2 separate regions of the Mus musculus genome follow, and region 1 is linked to region 2. Evidence: chromatin contacts called from public HiChIP or PLAC-seq data. All regions are on one chromosome and are shown on one strand. The core of a region is the stretch at or near the end of the contact, and the rest is flanking DNA. Distances in the headings are between cores, read along the strand shown.

Region 1 (5,179 bases), core at 1,105-3,604, 110 kb after region 2:
TTCTCTCTTTCTTAATTGTACTGATGTTAGTACATTGGATTGGACATTGAAGATGTCAGCATCAGGCAACCCTAGTGAGATTTGCAAGGAGTTCTCTTTCTTTACAATTTCTTCTTGATCTATATTTCTAAAATGAAAAATGTGTGGCCTCCTCCTGGGGGAGGCTAGCATGTCAGACTGAGAGGAGGGGAGCCTCATCTCAGCTTGGGCTGCAGGTAGGGTTGAGCATCGTCCTGATCAGTTTTATCTGGAGTATGACTGAGGGTTTGAGTCCCTCACCTGACTCTCAGCGCATACTTCTCAGTTGCCACACTTTCCAGTCTGTAAAAGATCAGGATGCTACATCAAGTCGCTGGACCCCAGGGCCTCTAGAGTAGGTAGCAGCACTGGAGAGGGGATCCAGCTGTGCCTGGCAACTGCTGAGTGTATTGGTCGTGGCCCATCATCAGGATTGGTTCCTAGGGAGAAAAACTTCAGGGGACAGAAAGCTTTTCAACAGAATGGCCCACCATCTCAGGACTACCATCTGGCTTTGACTGATAGGATACACAGTCTTGCAGCTGCTGTGGGAACCTGCAGCTCTAAAGAACGGCTTAGAAAATGTTGAGATTAAGTAGAAAGACCGAGAAGCCAGCTTCCTCTAGGATCATTAAAAACCCATCAACACACATTTCACACACTTTAGAACCACATTCAGCTTTGAGGAAACTACATCCTTGTTTGTTTTAAATTAGGAAAGACAACTCCGGGAGCAAGGTTAGAAGGTCTTGTTTTGCTGGGCTAAGCCTCATTCCCCATCAAGACTGCCTTGGAATAGAGTTGGGTAGTCAGCCAGAAAATGTGGTAGAATCATCGAACCCTGGGGAGGACTGCAGGTTCGCCTGGTCTCTCATTTTACTGTTGGTCCCAGCCAACACCTTAATCTAAAGGCTGTTTGTTAGAATCCTTGCATTTCACCATCTGTCTACATACCAGTTGTCAAGACAAGATTTACACAACTAGGGGCTCCAATAAAATGAAGAGTCTGTCCTCCGGCAAACTCAAAACATTACTAATAAAGGCAGGCCACACTCTGGGATCCAGTGGGCATTTCCCAATGGCGCCTGACTCCCAGCAACTGCTGGCTGATGAGAGAAATGTAGGGAAAGACGTGAGTCCAAGAGGGGGCAGCACATTTCCATGCCCATATTTCATTTGAGACAGGCACTGCTTTTACCAAGAGTATGGTTTCCTGAGGACGTCAAATGTAATTTGAGCCATTCCATCTCTGGACCCGAAATAAAAAAAAAAAAAAAAAAAACAAATCAGAAGTGCAAGGGAATAAGAGTGTCTCAAAAGAATGCTCTTTTCTTTTCTTTTTTTTTTTTTTCCTTCCTCCTTTTGGAAGGCTGATAGTATGAATCACTGTCCGAAAGTATTTATCAAAGAAGCTTTCAATTAGGACAGGTGACAGGAATCCTTTGTTTCCCTTTATCGAATACAAGTTGGAAAACTTGAAATGTGCCAAATGTGTCTAACTAAAAATAAATAAAGCGCTTTGGTGTCTGACTAAAAATAAGAGCATCGTGAGGAAAGAGTAAGCCCATAGGGACCAGCTGTGACAATGACAGGTGCCTGTGGCTGGGGTGACTTCAGATGTGCGGCTGAGATGGAGGACAGAGCAGCCACCATTCCTTCCAGGCTGACCTTTTGGGGTTCAGAGGCATCAACCAGTGTGTGTGTGTGTGTGTGTGTGTGTGTGTGTGTGTGTTCAGTGGCATCCACAACCAGTGTGTGTGTTGGTTATTTCAGTGTTTCCATAGTAGCAAAAGCACCATGGGGGTTGGCGACTGCAGTCTCCATCAAGGCCTGGTCCTTTAAAAAGGATGGTATGAGGCCCTGTGATGGTTAATTCTGTCTAAATCTGCAATTCGATGGTCTCCACTGGGTCCTAGGCTTAGGGACAGCAGGTGGTAGCCTGGGCTCCTCCCCAAGGGGCTGAAGGACAAACAAGGTCTGAGAGAACCTAAGCCACAAGTGGGCACCTCCGTGCATGGCACTCAAGTTATTTGTGGCGAAGGGGCTCAGAGGCAGGAAAGCCTGTGTTTTTTTTTAATAGGGCTGAGCAGGAAGTCAGCTTCCATCTGGAATTCCTACCAACACCAGTTGCCACCCGTGTTCCCCTGGGAGAGCTGTTTACAAGCAGAGTCGAGCAAGTGCGCATTCCAGGCCCCAGCAGAAAGCAGCCAAAACCAAAACCCGGAACGCAGGGAAACTTGGGCTTACCGGTCACCACCACGCAGCGGGACTGCGAATCCATGAGACCCGGCTGCGCTAGGCTGGTCCAGCCGAGATCCAGGATGGAAAAGACCACGTGGGGAGTGTGGAAAGGCCACGCCCCTCGGGAGCAGAACTGGCGGCCTTTGGACACTCGAGGGTCATAGCGCCGCCAGAACTAATATGGACTCAGCTTAGTTGGTTCCGTAGGATACATGACATCATGGTGCTCGACCCTATAGCAACCAACTGTCCCAAGACTGTGGGGTTACTAGGACCCACCACTGAAATCGCTCAAGCTAGGACCGCGCGGGTCACCCTCTCTGTTTTTTGCACCTATCTTCTTGATTACCTTGATTTTTTTTTCCTTTTTCCTTTTTTTTTTTTTTTCTCGGTAGAACCCCCTGCTGCCTGGAGTATTGCCCTGTGTTTGGAAAGTGTGACTTGGCTTATGATTGTTCTTGAATTCTGCAAAGCGTTTAAACAAGCAACCAAACTCGCAGCAAACACTCACTGGAAGCTGACTGTAGGCGGTGCTTGCAAGCACCTGCTGCCTAGACCCAGTGGGTCCACCGTCAAATTTCTGTTTTCTTGTTCTGCGGAGTGGGGCTCACCCCCGCCCGCTTAGACGGAGCATACTGCCTCCCACGCATGTCCCCAGCTGCATCTGCCTGGAGCGACAGGGTCTCACCAGCTGGCTGATGTCTGCTGGCTTCAGACTGGCTCATCCTGTCTGCGAAGTGCTTCCTACTGCGTTCCCTGGCAAAAAAATGCCATCCGATGTCACCCACGGTCTTGGCATTTCTCTGAGTTAGTTGAGCTCTTAAAATCTGTCAGAGAAACAATGACGGGAAACCTTACTTTTGGGACAGTTCACCTATTGATGCAGCCTGCTGGCTTTTCAAAAATACTTAAGTTTTGTTTTTGTTTTTTTGTTTGTTGTTGATATATATATATATATATATATATATATATAAAACAACAACAACTCTCTCTCTCTTATGAGAGAGAGAGAGAGAGAGAGAGAGAGAGAGAGAGAGAGAGAGAGAGAGAGAGAGAGAGAGAGAGAGAAATAAAACTCGGGGCTGGAGAGATGGCTCAGCGGTTAAGAGCACTGACTGCTCTTCCAAAGATCCTGAGTTCAAATCCCAGCAACCACATGGTGGCTCAAAACCATCTGTAATGAGATCTGAAGCCCTCTTCTGGAGTGTCTGAAGACAGCTATAGTGTACTTATACGTAATAATAAATAAATAAATCTTTAGAGAGAGAGAGAGAGAGAGAGAAATAAAACATACTTCTCTCTCCCCATCCGGGTGAGGCAGGGAAGCAGCCACGGGTGATCTGATGAGCCCCAGTAGTTGTTAACTACTTAATTGGCCGCGTGAGACATTCCCTTTAATTGGCCCTGGAGGTGGGGTCCTGGCTTCTTTTGTTTTGAGAAAGCCAGCTCTATCCCTCCCTGCCACCCACGCATCCACCCCGCCCCCCAGGCTGAGACCCGACTAGATTCTAGAGGAACTCAGGGGCTTTGTACTGGACCTGGTTGCAGGTGGGGTGGGAAAGAGGGGGTGTCTTGGTCCTAGTTTCTCACATTCCTGTGGGCATTTGTAGACATTTGTCCAACACCCTATCCTGAGCTGTCCCTCCCTGCTTGGTGGCCTTTTCACATTTCTGTTAGGAGGGATTTGCTCCTTCCCTGCCACAGTTAAAGCAGATGACAGACGCAATGTCCCTGTTTGCAAAGGTGGTGGCTGGTGGTGCTGAGGCTTACCAGTGCTCAGGAGGCAGAGGCAGGCAGATCTTTGAGAGTTCGAGGCCAGCCCTTGTCTACAGAGAAAGTTCCAGGGTAGTCAGGGCTACACAGAGAAACCCTGTCTCAAAAAAGATGAACAAATGCCACAATATCATGCGACCCTGTTTACGAATGTTTACTACTATGCTGAGAGAAAGCAGTCCCTTAAGGGCAGTTACCAGTTGTGTCAGTTGTGAACAATACCACTCTATACTCTCTTGACAATGGAGCTATAATCTCTTGCAGCTGTTATTATTATTATCATTATTATTATCATTTAGAACAGGTTGTGTGTGGCACAAGCTAGCCCCGAACACTTGGGCTTTTGCGATACTTCTGTTCCACCTCTCACAGACAATCTGGGATCATGGGTATGTGCTGCCCTGCCGGGAGGGTGTTATTTTTTATTTGGTTGTTCCGTTTGCTTGTATTTGGATTTGACTCAGGTCGTTTTTATTTCCTGGCATGCATCGAGGATTTTCGACTTTCCCATTCATTTTTCTTCTGCCCTAATCTTTTCTCTAACTTTGTAATGAAGTTTTTAAAAAGTCTCTAACCGATATAAAATGTTTTTTGTTAGTCACAACGATGCATCAACTACTGCATTCGTCCTGACCTGCAAACAAACAAACAACAGAAAGCCCACCCTCTTTCCCTAAGAAAACGGCTCAGAGAGGCATGGATTTTCTGGTCTGGGATCTGCTCTTTTCATTTCTTTCTTCCACTGTAAAAGCAAATGTTCTCGAACAATTGCTGATGTCAAACCCTGCCTTTAGGCTGATGAAATACAGTAAGCCTGAGAATTTGTAAGGCATCGAGGGGAGAGGTTTGATTTAACAGAAAGTCAGGCAATCTTCCTTACAAGATATTCCCCAGAGGGGAATGTTTGCAATTATATTCGACTCGAGGGCAAGGTGTGACCCTCTCACTGAACCGGAAAGCAGCCATGTGTTCCCACTGGGGACCTCTGAGATGACAATATCCCCAGACTTCAAATATTTCACATTTTATACCAAACACGAAATTTTGTGGGATTGGTTTTAAATTCCTTCCTGTTGAGTGGTGACTTCCTGCTTAAGCAAGAGAAAGGATCACACGGGCTGTTTATTGTCTTGGAGGCAAACAGCTT
Region 2 (4,660 bases), core at 562-3,061:
AACCAGCCTAGAGGGTATTCCAGAACATGTCTGGAGGTGATGAAGGGAGACCTGGGCTAAAGGTTCAAACGGGAAGGAAGCAGAAAGCTACCTGTATCTCCCTCCCTCTGTATGACCTTCCCTGCTCCCAGCCCCGTGGGGTCAGGTGACATCACAGGACTATGCAGGTGCCCTGTACACAGTGTCTGAAAGGATACCCTGGGTTCACCCTCGTCTTCAGAGGTCCAGGATGCTTCTCATTGCTTCAGTCTCTTACATCCAAGGGTGATAATGGATAGGTCTGAGCAATCAAGGAACACTTGATGATTTGGACAGCACCTTAGAGTAAACCAGATTATCTGAGATCAGGAGATAATAGTTCAAAGACCAAATAAAAATTTACAGACATACAGTTCCTAATTAATTGGAAAAAACAGAAGGGGCCTCTCTCTGTTGGCATCTTCATCCGAACTGTTCAGTCAGCTGGCGTGCGTTCTACCCACTGTGCCTAGGATGGCTCCCAGTCTGGACCCAATTTTGTAGTTGTTGTTGTGGTGGTTTTGATTTTGGTTTTATTTTTGTGTTTGTTTATTTTTCTCTATGTACCTCTGTCCTGGAACTTGATCTGTAGACTAGGCTGGCCTCAAGCTCACATAGATCCACCTGCCTCTGCCTCCCAAGTGCTGCAATTGTAGGTGCATGCCACCGCTGCCCACCTAAGTGCTCAACTATTAATCGTTTTAAAAAATGGTTTTAAAAAAGAGCGTGGCATCTCGAACTTTGAATGCCTTCAGTGAACTTTTTAACGGTGGGCAGTACCATTTTTAAAAACAAAACGAAAAAACCTGGTTGAAACTGAGAAGTGATCATTTCCAGAATACTCGGATTCCTATTGGCACTATGGGGCATCAACACTTGCGATGCGTTTTAGCCAAGTTGGTACCTTTTTCCACCCCCTCTGCTCACAAAATTCAAGCAAAGTACAATGAAAGCCAACAGAAGTCTGTGTGTGCGCACATGCACACTCAGAAAAAGAGAGAGATTCTAGAAATGGTATCTCAACAGTTGCATGGTCTCTTTTCTAGGTACTTTTTAACAGTGAGATAGGCTGATTATGAATATTCCATGTATTTATGCTAGTGATAGTATTTTTCAGGATGTACAATTATCAGGGACAATGCTTTTCTACCCTCCTAGATAATTTAAAGGTCTAGCTGAGCTTTTTTTTTTTTTTTAATGATTGCTACTTGGTAAGTAAAAGTATGTAGTAGGATGGTCCTGGGAATACCTAAGTCATGTTTCCAGCCAAGTTACAGGAGCAGAGCAGCAGGATGAAGGAAGTGGTGAGCAGAGAGGCAGGGGCCTCAGAGGAGCAGGCTGAAGGTCACTTGACCAGCTGTTGATATCCGTGCTGTGTTTAGAAAGTGCGTGCTTCTTCAAGAACTGCGACTGATTTAAACGCAGCTGTGCATCCTGGAGGTTCAGTCACATCAGTGATCCTGTTCAGGTCGGGGCTATAATGATGTCACAGTCCTCCTAGTTCCTGTAAACTTCACTGTGTGCATACAGTGACTGAGTTGCCTTAGACATGTTTCTCAGGGATGTTTTTAGTGGTAATTTATTTCATACATGGACATAAGAGATGGCTGTAATGAAGTTTAAGATTCTAGAAAGGAATGAATCTGGAGACATTAAGAGGTGATATAAACTGGAAAAGAAAAGGCTATGCAGTAAAAATAAACCACCTTCATAATTAGTCACAGGATTGAGGTGTGAGGTGCCTGTTACCCCTTCTGATCTTTCCCAAAAAGGAAGCGTGGACTGTGGACTGCCTTTTCCTCCTTTTCATGGGGAGTTCCTCCTCTTGGAGCAGCATGAAGCGAGACAACTACAGTCACCAGAGCATTGTTTTAGAGAAGATTCCAGGAGTTGGTTTTGATTTTTTTCTTCCAAACTATGACTAGGCAGCCTTAGAGCAGCTGTTCTTACAGTTGATGGGAGCAGCTGTGAATAGGGGATTCGTGTCCATGTACATGTAGCCATCCGAATTCCATGGGTAGTCTATGTGCGCGTGTATCTTTCACATTTATTACTCTCTCCATGAACCGTCTTGCTTTTCGTAACAGAACTTAATCCTAGGCCTCATGTGCTCTGCTCTGAGTACTAGTTGTCCCATGGGTGACTCTGGTCAGTCATTTCAGTTATCTTCACATAAACATTTGTGTATGGAGAGAGGCTTATGCATGACCTGTTAAAGCCTTGCACCCTTTGGTGACACAATTCCACTAAAATCAAGTGGAAGAGGTGACATGAGCGGGCACACAGATTTAAGGCACTGACCTGGGAATGTGTGTATTGATGAATTCACACCATCAGAACAGATCTCTCAGCCATCACCAGGTGTGCGATTGTCCCAAAACAGGCTCAAACACCCGTTTAGAGAGGTGCAGTCTAGCCGGGTGGAGGTGGTATAAACACTCGGTAGGCAGAGAGGCAAATGGATCTCTGTGAATTTGAGGCTAGCCTGGTCTACAGAGGAAGTCCCAGGACAGCCAGGGTTTACAAAGCAACTCTGTCTTTAAAATAAATAAATAAAATAAAGCAAACAAACAAAACCAACAGCAAAAGATCTGCCTGAGCAATGATGGGTGCTTGAGACCTCCCCTCTGAGCCTGGCCTTCACTTGGTCATTGCAACCCCTCACCCCGTCTCCCACTGATTTGCCCCTATGGAACACAGGCCTGCCTTGTTAGGAAGTAAGTAGCATTTCAGAGCCCACACGGCTTCACATAACTCTGCGTACAGTACCAGAGAATGGAAATAGGGCTGGACGCACGCACAAGCAGAGAAGTTATAAATAGAGACTACTCTCTCAATTCCGCTTCAGTTAGTCATGGAGCGACCGTGTGAGTTTCATAAACTTATAAGGAATATACAAACAGTTCCAGATTTAAAATAACTTAGAGTAATTTTTAAGTGTGTGAAGGGTATTTTTTTTCCCCATCCTGTCCATTTGAGCATCTGTGACAGGCAGTCACAAGTGATCTTTATGTGCTCAAGCCTGCTGAGAACGGCTGCAGGGGAGTCGGCCCTCTGCAGGGACTTCTTGCTTCTTTTCCTTTTTTCAGAACTCTTGAGGACAAAGTGTGTGACTTTTGTGAGACAGAGATTCTCCATCCTTGAAGCAGCCATGAAGCTGCCCTCCCCTGCTGACCATGCCCCATCAGCTTGAGGGCCCTGTCTGTCCTGACCCCCATGCCAGCTCTCTTTGTTTGTTTTCTCCCCTGTGTTAAAATCTGCCTGCAGTTTTTCAAATTTGTATGTGGGTTTTAAAATAGGTTGAAAATCGCGTTTTCGACTATTTAAAAGTACACGGGAATTAAGACAGTCTGTGAGAACAATATAGTGCTGGTAAAAGGACTCTAAGGTTGAGCTGCACCCTTCGTCACCATCTTTTCCATTGACTCTCTCCTGCCCTTCCTTTTCTCTCTCCCCATCTTAGCAGAGCTTCAGTGTTGCAGCTTCAGCCATCCATTTGTCAGGCATTTCTACAGAGCTCAAGCTCATGTGTGTGCACTTGGTTTTCCATAAGTGGCACAGGTAGCTTGCTGAGCAGAGGGGAGACACAGTCCACACTGTAGGTGACAATTCCTCTACAGATTATGCCCACTGTGACAGCCCTGTCTATCAAAGAATGGCCCAAGTTAGTGGATAGAGTTAGCCAAAAATACAGAGTCTGGGATGCAAACAGACCCTTCTCAGCACCTTGCCTGGACCTCAGCATCCACCATCCTTTGACATCCTTACCCCTTCCGAGTTTGTCAGTGTTTCTAGCATTTCTACTCCCAATACCTACGATGTTATCACTCCACATTAATAGAAAGGCTCGCTTTCCCACAGTGAGAATCAGTACAGCCCAAAGCCAGAAGGACTAGTAGACACCATGCCAAGGGTGAATATTGAAAGCATTGTTTTAAATGGAAGACAGTGGCTACAGGAGAACACCCTTTGTTTGATTCCACTAAGTAAAATGCTCCTGGCAGGCGATTCAGTGGAGAAGTGGAGACGAGTAAGATTAGTCATTCCCCAGAGCTGGGGGAAGCTTTGCTATGTATGGGCTTTTTGCTTTGGGATGATGAAAATATTCTAACGTCGATTGTGGCAGTATTTGCACAACTCTACGAAGACACTGAAAACCACCAGACTTTCTGCTTTTTTAAGTGTGTGTGTGTGTGTGTGTGTGTGTGTGTTTGTAAAGCTGATATTACAAAATGTGCAGGAAGAAGAAAGGAAACTCTTAGCCCACCGTGGGCAGAGCCCTCTCTGTTCTGCCGGCCTTTGTCATTTATTGAAATTTCCTGCTCTCCCTCTTTGGGTCAGCTGCACCTCGGTCCTCACTCTTTCCACGCAGCTTTCTAGTTATAATGTTGCTATTTATAACTTCCCTCCGCAGGCTTCTTTGTTACCCCTTTTGCAGTGTTTGTTTTCCTGTTTTCTCAGTACTCTGCCCAGCACTGCTTGGTTCCCGAGGCCTCAGTGATCCCACAGGCATTGTCAGTAGGCGATTGTTTCTTTTGCTCATTAATGAAATGTTCCCAGATGCTTCAGCAGCTGAACTCTGTGGCTTACCTTCTGTCCTGGACTGTGCGATGCTACTCGGTTATTTTCTCCGAGCCTTCAA

What was found. HiChIP or PLAC-seq counts read pairs in DNA pulled down with a chosen protein or histone mark.
Region 1: a CTCF HiChIP or PLAC-seq map of the NIH/3T3 cell line shows a contact between it and region 2, with 11 read pairs. The contact joins the promoter of Pgpep1l here to the enhancer-like site in region 2. A contact is called at or near these places in 2 of 39 promoter capture datasets (frontonasal cranial neural crest and pre-B cells), 1 of 15 datasets of contacts at CTCF or cohesin (the NIH/3T3 cell line), 3 of 484 Hi-C or Micro-C datasets (LSK cells, muscle stem cells and myocytes), 3 of 115 datasets of contacts at active chromatin or transcription factors (the SCID.adh cell line, craniofacial prominence and embryonic stem cells) and 3 of 9 other capture datasets (adipose tissue, liver and pancreatic islet).

Annotation. Positions count from the first base shown.
Region 1 is chr7:68,261,879-68,267,057 of GRCm38.p6, forward strand. Pgpep1l (pyroglutamyl-peptidase I-like) reads right to left here and starts at 2,355. Exons shown (of 4, transcript NM_030101.1): 1 at 2,266-2,355. It overlaps Gm16157 (predicted gene 16157), which reads right to left. Exons shown (of 4, transcript NR_040340.1): 4 at 4,461-5,179.
Region 2 is chr7:68,150,675-68,155,334 of GRCm38.p6, forward strand. The region is part of intron 2 of Igf1r (insulin-like growth factor I receptor); the gene reads left to right. It overlaps Gm51487 (a long non-coding RNA gene), which reads right to left. Exons shown (of 2, transcript XR_003946794.1): 1 at 198-4,660. Among named protein-coding and RNA genes, the nearest start is that of Gm51487, 4.2 kb to the right of the region's middle. Within about 2 kb of position 1,812, at least 30 of the 459 cell types and tissues checked have an H3K27ac peak or open chromatin away from gene starts, as enhancers often do. A contact at or near this core is called in the NIH/3T3 cell line and muscle stem cells, where this site is marked.